Linked DNA regions of Rattus norvegicus: region 2 is linked to region 1. Evidence: chromatin contacts called from public Hi-C data. All regions are on one chromosome and are shown on one strand. The core of a region is the stretch at or near the end of the contact, and the rest is flanking DNA. Distances in the headings are between cores, read along the strand shown.

The links. Hi-C and Micro-C count contacts between places; a contact is called where the count stands out from the background.
Region 2: a contact with region 1 is called in a Hi-C map of frontal cortex, with 2.5 times the contacts expected there. The contact joins the promoter of Nfkbid here to the enhancer-like site in region 1. A contact is called at or near these places in 3 of 12 Hi-C or Micro-C datasets (the A7r5 cell line, frontal cortex and hepatocytes).

The regions. Positions count from the first base shown.
Region 1 is chr1:94,760,735-94,765,975 of GRCr8, reverse strand. No RefSeq gene overlaps it. Among named protein-coding and RNA genes, the nearest start is that of Lrfn3, 14 kb to the right of the region's middle. Within about 2 kb of position 2,410, at least 55 of the 93 cell types and tissues checked have an H3K27ac peak or open chromatin away from gene starts, as enhancers often do.
Region 2 is chr1:94,806,300-94,811,540 of GRCr8, reverse strand. Nfkbid (NFKB inhibitor delta) reads right to left here and starts at 3,082. Exons shown (of 12, transcript XM_039093862.2): 1 at 2,985-3,082; 2 at 1,342-1,442; 3 at 1,132-1,192; 4 at 394-605. The coding sequence starts at 399. It overlaps Hcst (hematopoietic cell signal transducer), which reads left to right and starts at 5,078. Exons shown (of 4, transcript NM_001005900.1): 1 at 5,078-5,191. The coding sequence starts at 5,149.

The DNA of each region.
Region 1 (5,241 bases), core at 1,161-3,660:
TGATTAAGACATTTTTACACTCTGTTTTTCATATTAAGTCCTTAAGATCTGGACTACATTTTGTCCTGGCAGCATGTCTCAGTGAGGACTCGAGAGTCATCAGTGTGTTTGGCTGGAGAGGCAGAAGGGGGCAATTATGGCAGTATGGGAGGAAAGAGGAGCCGCTCATCCTGGAGTCTGGTTGAACTCTCTCTGCCAGCTGAGAAGCAAGAACTTCGCCACACTAACATTCGCTGGGAAAGTTCCAACTTGCAGATAATATTGTTCTCTGTGTTAAAACAGCAATGGCCCAGGCTTCAGGCCTGAATGAATGTGATCTCCAGCAGGGGCACATTTTCTCTCTCACACATTTTTTCAGGACTCTCGAGAACAAGGCTATTCAATTTGTTTACACGGAAGCTATCCTTGCTTCCTGTATCCCCGACATCTAGAATGTTACCTACCAATTGCAATTCTGCCAGGTGCATCTGGGGAGCCACCCTTAGCAACTCCTTAAAGACAATAACTTCGATAGTCGCCAAAGTCCTGTATGTGGCTATTTTAAAGATGTTGACATGAGGGTCACCTCTGAGAAGCCCACGCTCATGCCATCAGGTAGGTCTCACTTCATCCCAGAGCACCTCTCTCTTAACCTCTATTTTAATATATATATATGTATGTATATATATGTATGTATATATATTATAGATAGATAGATAGATAGTATTTAGATAGGTAGATAGATAGATATTTAAATCTTTAAACAAACTCCAACTCTATTCTATACTGGCCTAACCTGAAATTCTTTTTAGTGACAAAACCAAAGAGCCAATTGTCCCAGAGTCAAGGTCCCTAAAAGATGAAGGGAGCAATTCAGGCTTCTCTGAGGAACAACATGGAGCCGTTTCTCCATCTTCATCTCTGGTTACAATGTACTCTGCATCCAGCAAGTCTAGCGTCTGCTGCCATTATAGGCGCAGCGAGCTGAGGATGGAGACTCGCTCTCAGGCCATCTAGCCTGGCATACTCGGCAGCAAAAACAAAAACAAACACCACCCCCCACCCCTCTGCCAAAATAGAGAGAGCTCATTTCAAGCTAAGCAGAAAGCGAAGACCAGTTCCTGAGGTAATCTTCTGGCCTCCGCATGTACACCCTGGCCCATGTACACACATGTGTGTGCGTGCACACACAGAGGCATTCAATTCTGTAAAACAAAGAGGACAGATGGAGAGGGAGCAGGAAATATTTCCTTTCCAAAGTTTCACCGCAGTTTTATAACAACCAAGCTAATAAGACTCAAAGCCAACATGGACTACCTTTAGTCCCAGCACTCGGGAGTCAGAGCAGACCTTTAATCCCAGAGTTTGGGAGGCAGAGGCAGGTGGATCTCTGTGAGTTTGAAGCCAGCCTGGTCTACAGAGTGAGTTTCCGGACAGTCAGGGATTTACACTGAGAAATCCTGTCTTTGGGAGGGGGTGGGGGTGGGAGGGAGAAACCCATTAAATCAGATGCAGATGAGAGGGAGGAGACATTGTCACAGAATAAAAGACATAAAGAAACTCCCAACAAATACAGTGTACAGACTCTGGATTATAATCTGAATGAACCAAGAATTTATCATTTATAAAACAATCAGAGAAATTGTTAGTTTTATATGTCCTGGGGTTTTTTTCGTTTTTTGGTTGGGTTTTTTTTTTTTTTTTTTTAGAACCCAATGTTTTAGAGGTACGTATTTATAGATGAAATTATAGGCTGTCTGGGATTTGCTTTAAACTAATTGGTTGGGGGAGGCGGAATAAATAAAACAAGATTGGCCATATGTTGATAATAATTGAGGCTGGGAGATGGGAACTTGGAGGATCGTTATATAATTCTATTTTTGTGAATTGCTAAACATTACCATAATAGGGTTTTAAAGTGGAGAGGCATGATTGGAAGGAAAAAGAAAAGAAAGGAAAGATTTTGGGTTTTAGTTTTTCTTACTTTGATGATCCCAGAGCCACGGCTCTCAGAGAACAGGCACCAGAGCTAACAAGGGACAGTTTGAATACGGGAGAGCGAGGTGGGCCGCTAAGCAGTCTAAAGAGTATTTGCCATGGTGCAAAATGTTGGTCTCCTTTATTTGCTCCAGTAAGGGATTAGCCTCTCCGGACTAATCAGCATCTTTGACATCTGCAATTCCTAAACCAGTATTTGGTCTAATTTTACAGCTAAGGTCCAGTGGGATCAGCAGGCCTGCAGCGCCACCCTCTTGGGCAAGGTGCTCGCTCAGTCTCCACATCCTCCCAACCACACGTGTACACCCTATGCCGCACCCGCTCTGTGCGTTTAGTGAGGCAAGCACTAAAGGGGCGAAACCAGAACAAGGTGAGGCAGAGGGTGTCTGCCATGCCTTCTGGGAAATGTAGTTCTTCTTCCACGCTGGAGCCAACGCTTAACTCACCAGCAAGACTACATGTCCTACAATGCGCCCCTGCGCACGGCAGCCCCTTAGTGTGTTGCTGCCTCCCGGTGGCAACTAGCAGTTAGGACTAAGTCTGAAAATTCAGAAGACAGCAGTAGGGGCGGGGACAACGTTGGGAATGTAGAGTCGTCCAGGAACCTCTGGGAAGTCAGTACAGAGGATGAGGCTGGGAGACCTGAGCCAAGAAGGGGTTGTAGTAATGAAATTGGAGGAGAGCCCGGTATGAGGATTAAATGAAATCAGGACAGCAACTGTTGGCTGTATGGTTGGTTATTACAGAATAAGCACTTTTCATGTGGCAAAGAACTGCTTCAGAGCTTTACACGTATTAGCTAATTTAATCCTCTCAACGGCCATTCGAGCTATTATCAAACCCTTTTACAGGAGTGAAATTGAGGCCTAGAGAAGAGGCTAGGGACGTTCAGCTGGTCTGTGACAGAGCTGGGATTTGAACCCAGACGGTCAGGATTCAAAGTCTGTGTCCTTTTGGCTATGAGTATCTGACTGCCCTTTTGATGTCTTTAAAAATAAAATTATGGTGTGTGTGTGTGTGTGTGTGTGTGTGTGTGTGTGCGTGTGTGTGTGTGTCCAGGATCCCCCTGATCCTGGTGTGGTAGAGATCAAACTCAGGTCCACATGTGTACATAGCAAGTACTTTACTCACTGAGCCATCTCCCCAGACCCCTTTTAAATTATCTTGAGGTTGTCATTGGCAGGAATTGACTCAAAATGGCTATTAGCTTATGAATCTCTGAGTCGGGGATTATCAATGTTCTTCCTTTCCAAATGTGGGACTTAGTCCCACCCCAAGGACAAAGTTTACAACCAAACACACTTATAATTAGCACATGAATCCACACAGGTTCTAGCCATAGAAATCAGATGTCTGATTAGCGTTGGATGAGCGGTGGTTCGCGTCGAGAGCTGGAGTCATTATGATTCCATAAGCACACAGTTCTGCACACAGACGCTTCCTTGCCTAGAAGCCGGTTCCCTCTTGGTCTAGGTGGTTTCCTCCCATACTGCTTTTATCGGGTCCCTGAAGCCCATCACCATTATCGTCAACAGGAAGACCTTCCTGACGGAATGCGTGTGGGGAGTGTCCTCCGTGCGTACCATCTTCTCTCAGCCTTGCCCTGAACACTAGTCACGGTTTAATCGCCATCATCAACCTGACTGCGTTTGGAAGCCCCTGGGAGATGGGTGAAGCGCACACTGCTGAGTGCGCCCAGGAAAGCATTTCCAGAGAGAAGTGACAGGTGTTCACGCTTTCCCGAATTGGGAGCCTCATTCTACAGGCTGGGAGCTCAGAAGGAGAAGCCATGGTTCCAGCAGGGCCCTGCTTCTGGGCCACCTTCAACAGAAGCTATTCTGCCCTGTTCTGTGTCATGGCAAGCTAGACCCTCTGAAACCAGGAGTCAAGATAAGTAATCCCCCTCTCAAGTTCTTCCTGTGCGGAATTTTGTCATAGTGCTAGAAGACCTGTAACTAACATATCTACAAGTCAAGTCTGGCCCAGTTTATCCTCAAAGGGATCAAGTGTGAGGCCATGTACTCCAAAGGCAGGTGGAACTGGAGACTTCTCCCTGGAACTGGACTTGATATAGCACATGAAGGGAAATTCCCCAGTGCACTGGGGTCTCGGGTCTGGGGAGGTTTCGTGATAGCTCACATTCTGCTTATAGAACTGTGGCTGAGAGGGAGCTGGGAACAGTCTCAATTCCCTTTGTATCTCGGATACTGGTGTGACCAGTTCTCTGCAGGAAGGCAGTAGATCCCTTCTGCACCACTTGAAGAAACCAGCAACTCTCCATCCTACCCCCTCCCGTTTGTAAGGTAGAAACCAATAATTCTGAGCCCCAGGAAATAATGGGGTCGGGATAGAAATGAGTCTGGTGTGTGAGTCACCAAAGGGAGGACACCAGAACACTTGTAAGAAACAAAATATGGAGAGGTGGCTCAGTGGTTAAGAGCACTGACTGCTCTTTCAGAGGTTCTGAATTCAACTCCCAGCAACCACATGGCGGCTCACAACCATCTGTAATGGGATCCAATGCCCTCTTCTGGTGTGTTTGAAGACAGCTACAGTGTACTCACATGCATAAAATAAATAAACCTAAAAAAATAAATAAAAGAAATAAAATATGTCCCTCATGAGATGGTGCAATGGTTAGCATTTGTTGAGCGAGCCTGATGACACAAGTTCAAACCCCGGAACTCACATAATGGTGATACAGGGATTGCCTGTCTGGGTAGAGCTCTGGGTTCCACCTCCAATACCACCAAAAGAAAAATGAAAAATTTCTGGGCACCATAGTGCACATTTTTTTTTAATTTATTCTGAGACACAGGGTCTCATGCAACCCAAGCTGGCCAAGGGTGAAGGGTGGCCTTGAACCTTTTTTTTTTTTTTTCTGGAGCTGAGGACCAAACCCAGGGCCTTGCGATTGCTAGGCAAGTGCTCTACCATTGAGCTAAATCCCCAACCCCGATAGTGTACATTTTTAATCCCAGTACTCAGGAAGCAGAGGCAGCTGGATCTATCTCTGTGAGTTCTAGGCTAGCCTGGGCTACACTGAAAGTTCTGGGACAGCCAAAGCTGCCAAGTGAGACCCCGAATCAACAGAAAAAGAAAAAGAAAAAGAAAAAGAAAAAGAAAAAGAAAAAGAAAAAGAAAAAGAAAAAGAAAAAGAAAAGGAAGACAGGTAGAATGAGAGAACCAATTTCACAAAGTTGTTCTCTGACCTCTACACAGGCACCAAACCATGTGAGCCCCCTCTCACACATTTGTGCACAC
Region 2 (5,241 bases), core at 1,833-4,332, 45 kb before region 1:
TCTGAAGACAGCTACAGTGTACACAGTATATATAAATATAAGAAATAAAAAAATCTTTAAAAAAAAATCAGTCCCTGATATCTCAAAATACTGAGATTCCCTACCCCCCATCCCTCCCTCACAGAGATTGAACCTCGTGGCCTCACGCACGCTAGGAAAAAGCTGGACCACAGAGCAAAACTCCCAATAGTCTTTCTGTTTTCCACTTCTTCTTTTTAAAGGACGAGGTCTTATTCATGTGCCTAGGGCAACCTTGAACTCATTCTGTAGCCCAGGCAATCCTTCTACCTCTGCTTCCTGAAGAGCTGGGATGACAAGCCTGCACCACCAGTCTGGGCACCACGGGGAAATTTTTAGGGGCCCTTAAGCATCTGTCCCCACTCTATAGTTTACCTCCATTGCCAGGGGAAATGGGCCTGACCGGCCTGGGTCTGACACTGGGTAGAGATCAGGAGTCAGGAAGCCTTCAGAAGCAGAGTATGGGAAAGAGCCTTCTGCATACGGAGCATGGATGCTGGAGTCCCAGTCTGTGAAGCCTGAAGGGGGAGCCAGGTTGCCAGGTCCAGAATCCACAGTCTCTTGGAAGGCAGGGAAGTGAGTATGGCCTGAAACCGAGAGGGTGGGCAGGACCAGCTTGTTATTAGAGCCCAGAGACACAGCCAGGGATAGTGAACCTGGAGTCTCTTGAGGCACTGAGGCACTGAGGCACTGAGAGCTGAGTCCTCCAATCCTGGGACATCAACAAGCTGGGGTGCTTGGCCGCCTGGGTCTCAAGCAACTGGGATCTGGATTCCTGGAATCTCAAACCCTGAGTCCCTGAGGGCAACAGTCACAGACTACTGGGCTATTGAAAACCAATGTCAAAATCCAGGGGTTTCTGTTTGAAGACAGGTGTCTTAGATAGCTCTAGGTGGCCTGGAACTCGCTAGTTTAAAAAAAAAAAAAAGTGTGGCTTCAAACCCAATGGCAATCCTCTCCTCTCAACCTCCGGAGTACTGGAAATACAGACATGTGCAACAATGGCAGGCCAGCCATTAAAATTTCCCATATGTCTCAACAATAATGAGAGCTGCCTGTCTCCTCGGTCCCCAAAGTTCTGAGAGGTGGGTCGAGCTAAGTTTCTATTCTTACCTGCCTCTGACTCGCTCACAGATGGGGTCAGTGGCTGGACCAGAGGAGGGGAGAAGTGTCCCTGCAATGCAAAGAAAATGAATTTATATATCTGCAAGATTCTTCAGGTCCATCCCCCGCCACATGTAAAGCATCAGAGTCAGGACTACAACTCCCATCTCCCCCAGAGCACATGGCTTCATGTCCTATGCGGGATTTCCAGAGACTCACCGGTACCCCAGCAGCCTCTGGCTGCTGCTGTCGGCGCCTCTGTTCTTCCAGAAGCTTCTTTACGGTCTGTGTTGGGCAGTGACTGCGCTCAGGCCGACTCACTGTGTGTGGGAAGACAGAAGGAAGTCATCAGGAATATTTAAGTCACCCGAATGCACCCTCAGCGGCAGCGGTGGGTGGCTGGGAGTGGATGTGGGCGCGCGCCCTCCTTTCCCTCGAGCGCGGAAAAACTGGAGAACTACAAAGCCAATAGAAGATGTTGAGTGCAGGGCCCGCCTCCGCCATTTCCTTCCTTTTACTCCACGCTTTTCCTCTGCACCAACTTTCCACCACCGTAGTGGAAACTGAGGAAGTGGGGAGGCTAGCATTTCTCTGAAGCATCTATCTCCTCCGGAGACATCCCACTCCTCTGAAGCATCACCACATCCGTAAAAAATCCCAACCTAGGCTACCAGGCCTAACACTTGAAGAGGGGTGGGGTTTGCCAATCTCAACTTCCTGAAAAGGCATTTCCAGGTTCCCAATGTCTCTGTTTTAAACTAGAAGTAGAGGCACACCCCTGCAATCCAGCATTCTCGTGGCAGGCCAAGCTCATCTACATATCAGTGAGAGGCCAGCCTGGGCTACCTGAGACCTCGGTCTCAAAACAACAGCAAAATAATTTCTCTGTTCTAGAATCTGACATGTTGGGACTAGGCGCAAGCCTAGTGTCCTCAGCACAGTCTTGGACCATCACTCTTGCTTCATGCTCTCTGCCAGAATCAGTGGCAGAGTAGTTCCTCAGAAATCCAGATATCTGGTGTCGCAAACCTCCTGTCCCCACCTCGGCCGACTTGGGAATAGCAGGGACCCACCATCCCGCGATGCCCCTGTATCCCATAGGCGCGGCAGTCTCTCATCCAGAAACCCAGGAGTACAGACCCCCTCAGCCTCCTCTGGGACCTGCAAGTCCGGTTCCCTCCACCGGAGAAGAGCAAATCCCTAGCTCAGACTTCCCAGCTTTGACTCCAGCGCAAGAAGGGTTAAAGCCAGACGGGGACCGACTCGGAAACCCTCGAGAAAAGACGCCGCGCGCTGACGTCACGGCGCTCACGCAAGGGAATCTTCCACCTCCCAGTTCCGCTCCGCACGCGCACGCCGCAGGTGTCTGGCTCGGAGGCGGGGCACGCAGCGAAGCGCGGCGCCCGTGGAATCTCCGCTCACGGGGAATTCCTTTTCGGCCCAGGCACCCGGCACCGGTAGAGCGCTGGGAAATCCCAGGGCGGGGCTGGTCTCGACCAGAGTGGACCCCTGAGGTCCGCCGCCCGACCTTCAAGACCCAAGCCTGCGTCCATAACGGCAACTCGAAGGATGCAATGCAACCCCTCCTTGGGTGAAGGAGTCCGAGTCACTTCGTCCTCTTTCAGAATCCCCGGTATCAGGCTTCCTAGTCCTTGCACCCCAACCCCTAAGATCCCAGATACCTCTCTTAATGTCCAACACTCCCAGGACTCAGAAGTCCAGGATCCCAGCCTCTCCTCTTCAGCCAGCTCCCTTAAACGTCGGGAATCCCCAACTCTCAGGGCCCAGCTTTACGCTCCAGTCAACCCTCAAAGCATTCAGAAAGGCGCGTGCCTCGCTTTACCCCAAGGTTAATCCCTTACCTCGAGGATTCTTGGATGCAGATTGTGGGCCCCCAGGGCCGCGGCCTCGGCGCTGCGCCAGCCTCGCTGCTTGCCCCGCGGAGCCGCCGCCGGGTCCCCCGATCCAAAGCCAGGTCCCCCGCGAGTTTTTAAATTCTTCTTTTGGCCACGCCTGGTTCAAGGCGGAGCCCCGCCCACAGTTCTAGGAGTCCCGGGTGAAGCGGGAGAGCTTAGTCTCTGAATGGGAGGGGCTGACCTTGAAGAGTGTCATCGCCTAGTCTCCCTGGAAGTAGGTGCTTAAGGATCCTCCCTTTTTCTAGAGGGAGACATGGGGATCTGGAATTTTGAGTCTCTGACCAAGGAGATACTGGAGGCCTTGACTTGGCTGTGCACAAGCAGAGAAGTACTGTGGGGTCTTCCGGGAGAGGATGACCATGAACCTAGACCCCATGGCTTCTTGGAGAAGTCCTTAGGCAAGGGTCGTAGAGGTGCCTTAAACCTCTCTTTTCCACGTGGCTGTTTGCTTCTTTAGAGTTAACTTTCATTTATAAAGCTTTTTTCTCCCGCTTTGGTTTCAGTTTTGATTTGAGTGTGTGTGTGTGTGTGTGTGTGTGTGTGTGTGTGTGTGTGTGTGTGTGTGAAGGGCGAAGAGGGGGTTCGTGTAGCTCAGGTCAGCCTAGAACTCTAGGTAACTAAGGATAACCTTGAACTCCTGATTCTCTTGATTCCATTTCCCAAATGTTGGGTTACAGAGAATTGGCCACCATATCAACTACCAATATTGGCTTTTATTGTTTTGTTTTTCAGGTTTCCCCCGCCCCCCTTCAAAACAGGGTCTCACTATGTAGCCCTAGCTGTCCTGGAACTCACTATGTCGACCAGGCTGGGCTTGGAATCCACAGAAATCTACAGAAATGTCTCCCCAGTGATGGGATTAAAGGCATATGCCACATTGTCTGGTTCCAATATTTGCATTAAAAACATGTGTGTGCGAACTCCCCCCGGAGGTGGAAGAACATGTGCTCCAAAGCCCTCTGTAGATTTCAGCCTTTTTGTGAGGGTTATGGGGTTCTAACACACGTCAAGAACCTTTATCTGCCGAACAATCTTCCTTCCAACACTTTGTTTTTGAGACAGGGGCTTCCTACATGTAAGCAGCTGGGCTGGCCACGAACCTGCTAAATCAGCCAGGCTGGCCTTGAACTCACAGCCATTTTTCTCACTTGTCTCCCAAGTGCTGGACAATCATGTCTGACTTACTTATTCACCATTTAAGAAACCCTGTTAGCATAAAGGAGACACTTTCCTGAACACAGGGGATGGAGAAGTATGAGCCAAACAGGAATTCCCAGTTCGCTAGGGGATGGATAGTCTCAGTTCTCACTTGGTGACCTTCCTTGGCACTGAACTGTGATGACCAAATCAATCTCTCTCTCTCTCTCTCTCTCTCTCTCTCTCTCTCTCTCTCTCTCTCTCTAACACTGCTGGGAGTTGGGTCTCCTCCTCCCTTGCTTCTGCCCTCGGCTTCCCTATATGGTTGCTTTTCCCTCTCTCCCCTGGCTCTGTGTGTGTGTGTGTGTGTGTGTGTGTGTGTGTGTGTGTGTGTGCCTCTTTAAAGATCTCACCCAGTCTATGGCTTTACACATGTCTCTCAGCTATCAGCCCTCCCAGATTTACTGTCAGGACTAGACTTGTCCCTAGACTCTGAACCCTACCTGTAGTCATTCACCTTTCTCCAGAGAGATGTTAGGTTATTTTCAACTCACCGTGACCAAACACAGGCAGCCCTCTCTCCCTCATTTCCCAACTCTTCTAACTCTCTTTCAACCCGCTCTCCATTTTTCTAATCCCACCCGGGCCAATCACCGTGGTCCCTTTTCTCAAACACACACCCCCTCCAGCCCCCAAGTGTTGGCCCTACCTCTAACCTATTTCCATAATCTCCCTGGTGCCCACACCATGGCCCTTTCGCCACTCCACCGAGATAATCTCGGAAGCTTCTCAGGGCTCTGACTCCCCCATATTTGTTCTCCAAAGGAAGTCTTGAGGACACACATGCACCCACACAGGAAGTAGGTGGTGTTGTCACCATCGGAGTGATATCTGTCCTAGCTGCCTCTCTGCTGCTCCTCTACTGTTCTGAAGATCACAATTTTGACCAGATCCTTTCAAGTCCCAGCCCAGCATGGCCCCTCCAGGTCACCTCCTGTTCCTGTTCCTGCTCCCAGGTGAAGCCAGTGGTCAGGGGTTGAGGGACAGGAAGGCCACCTGATGTCAG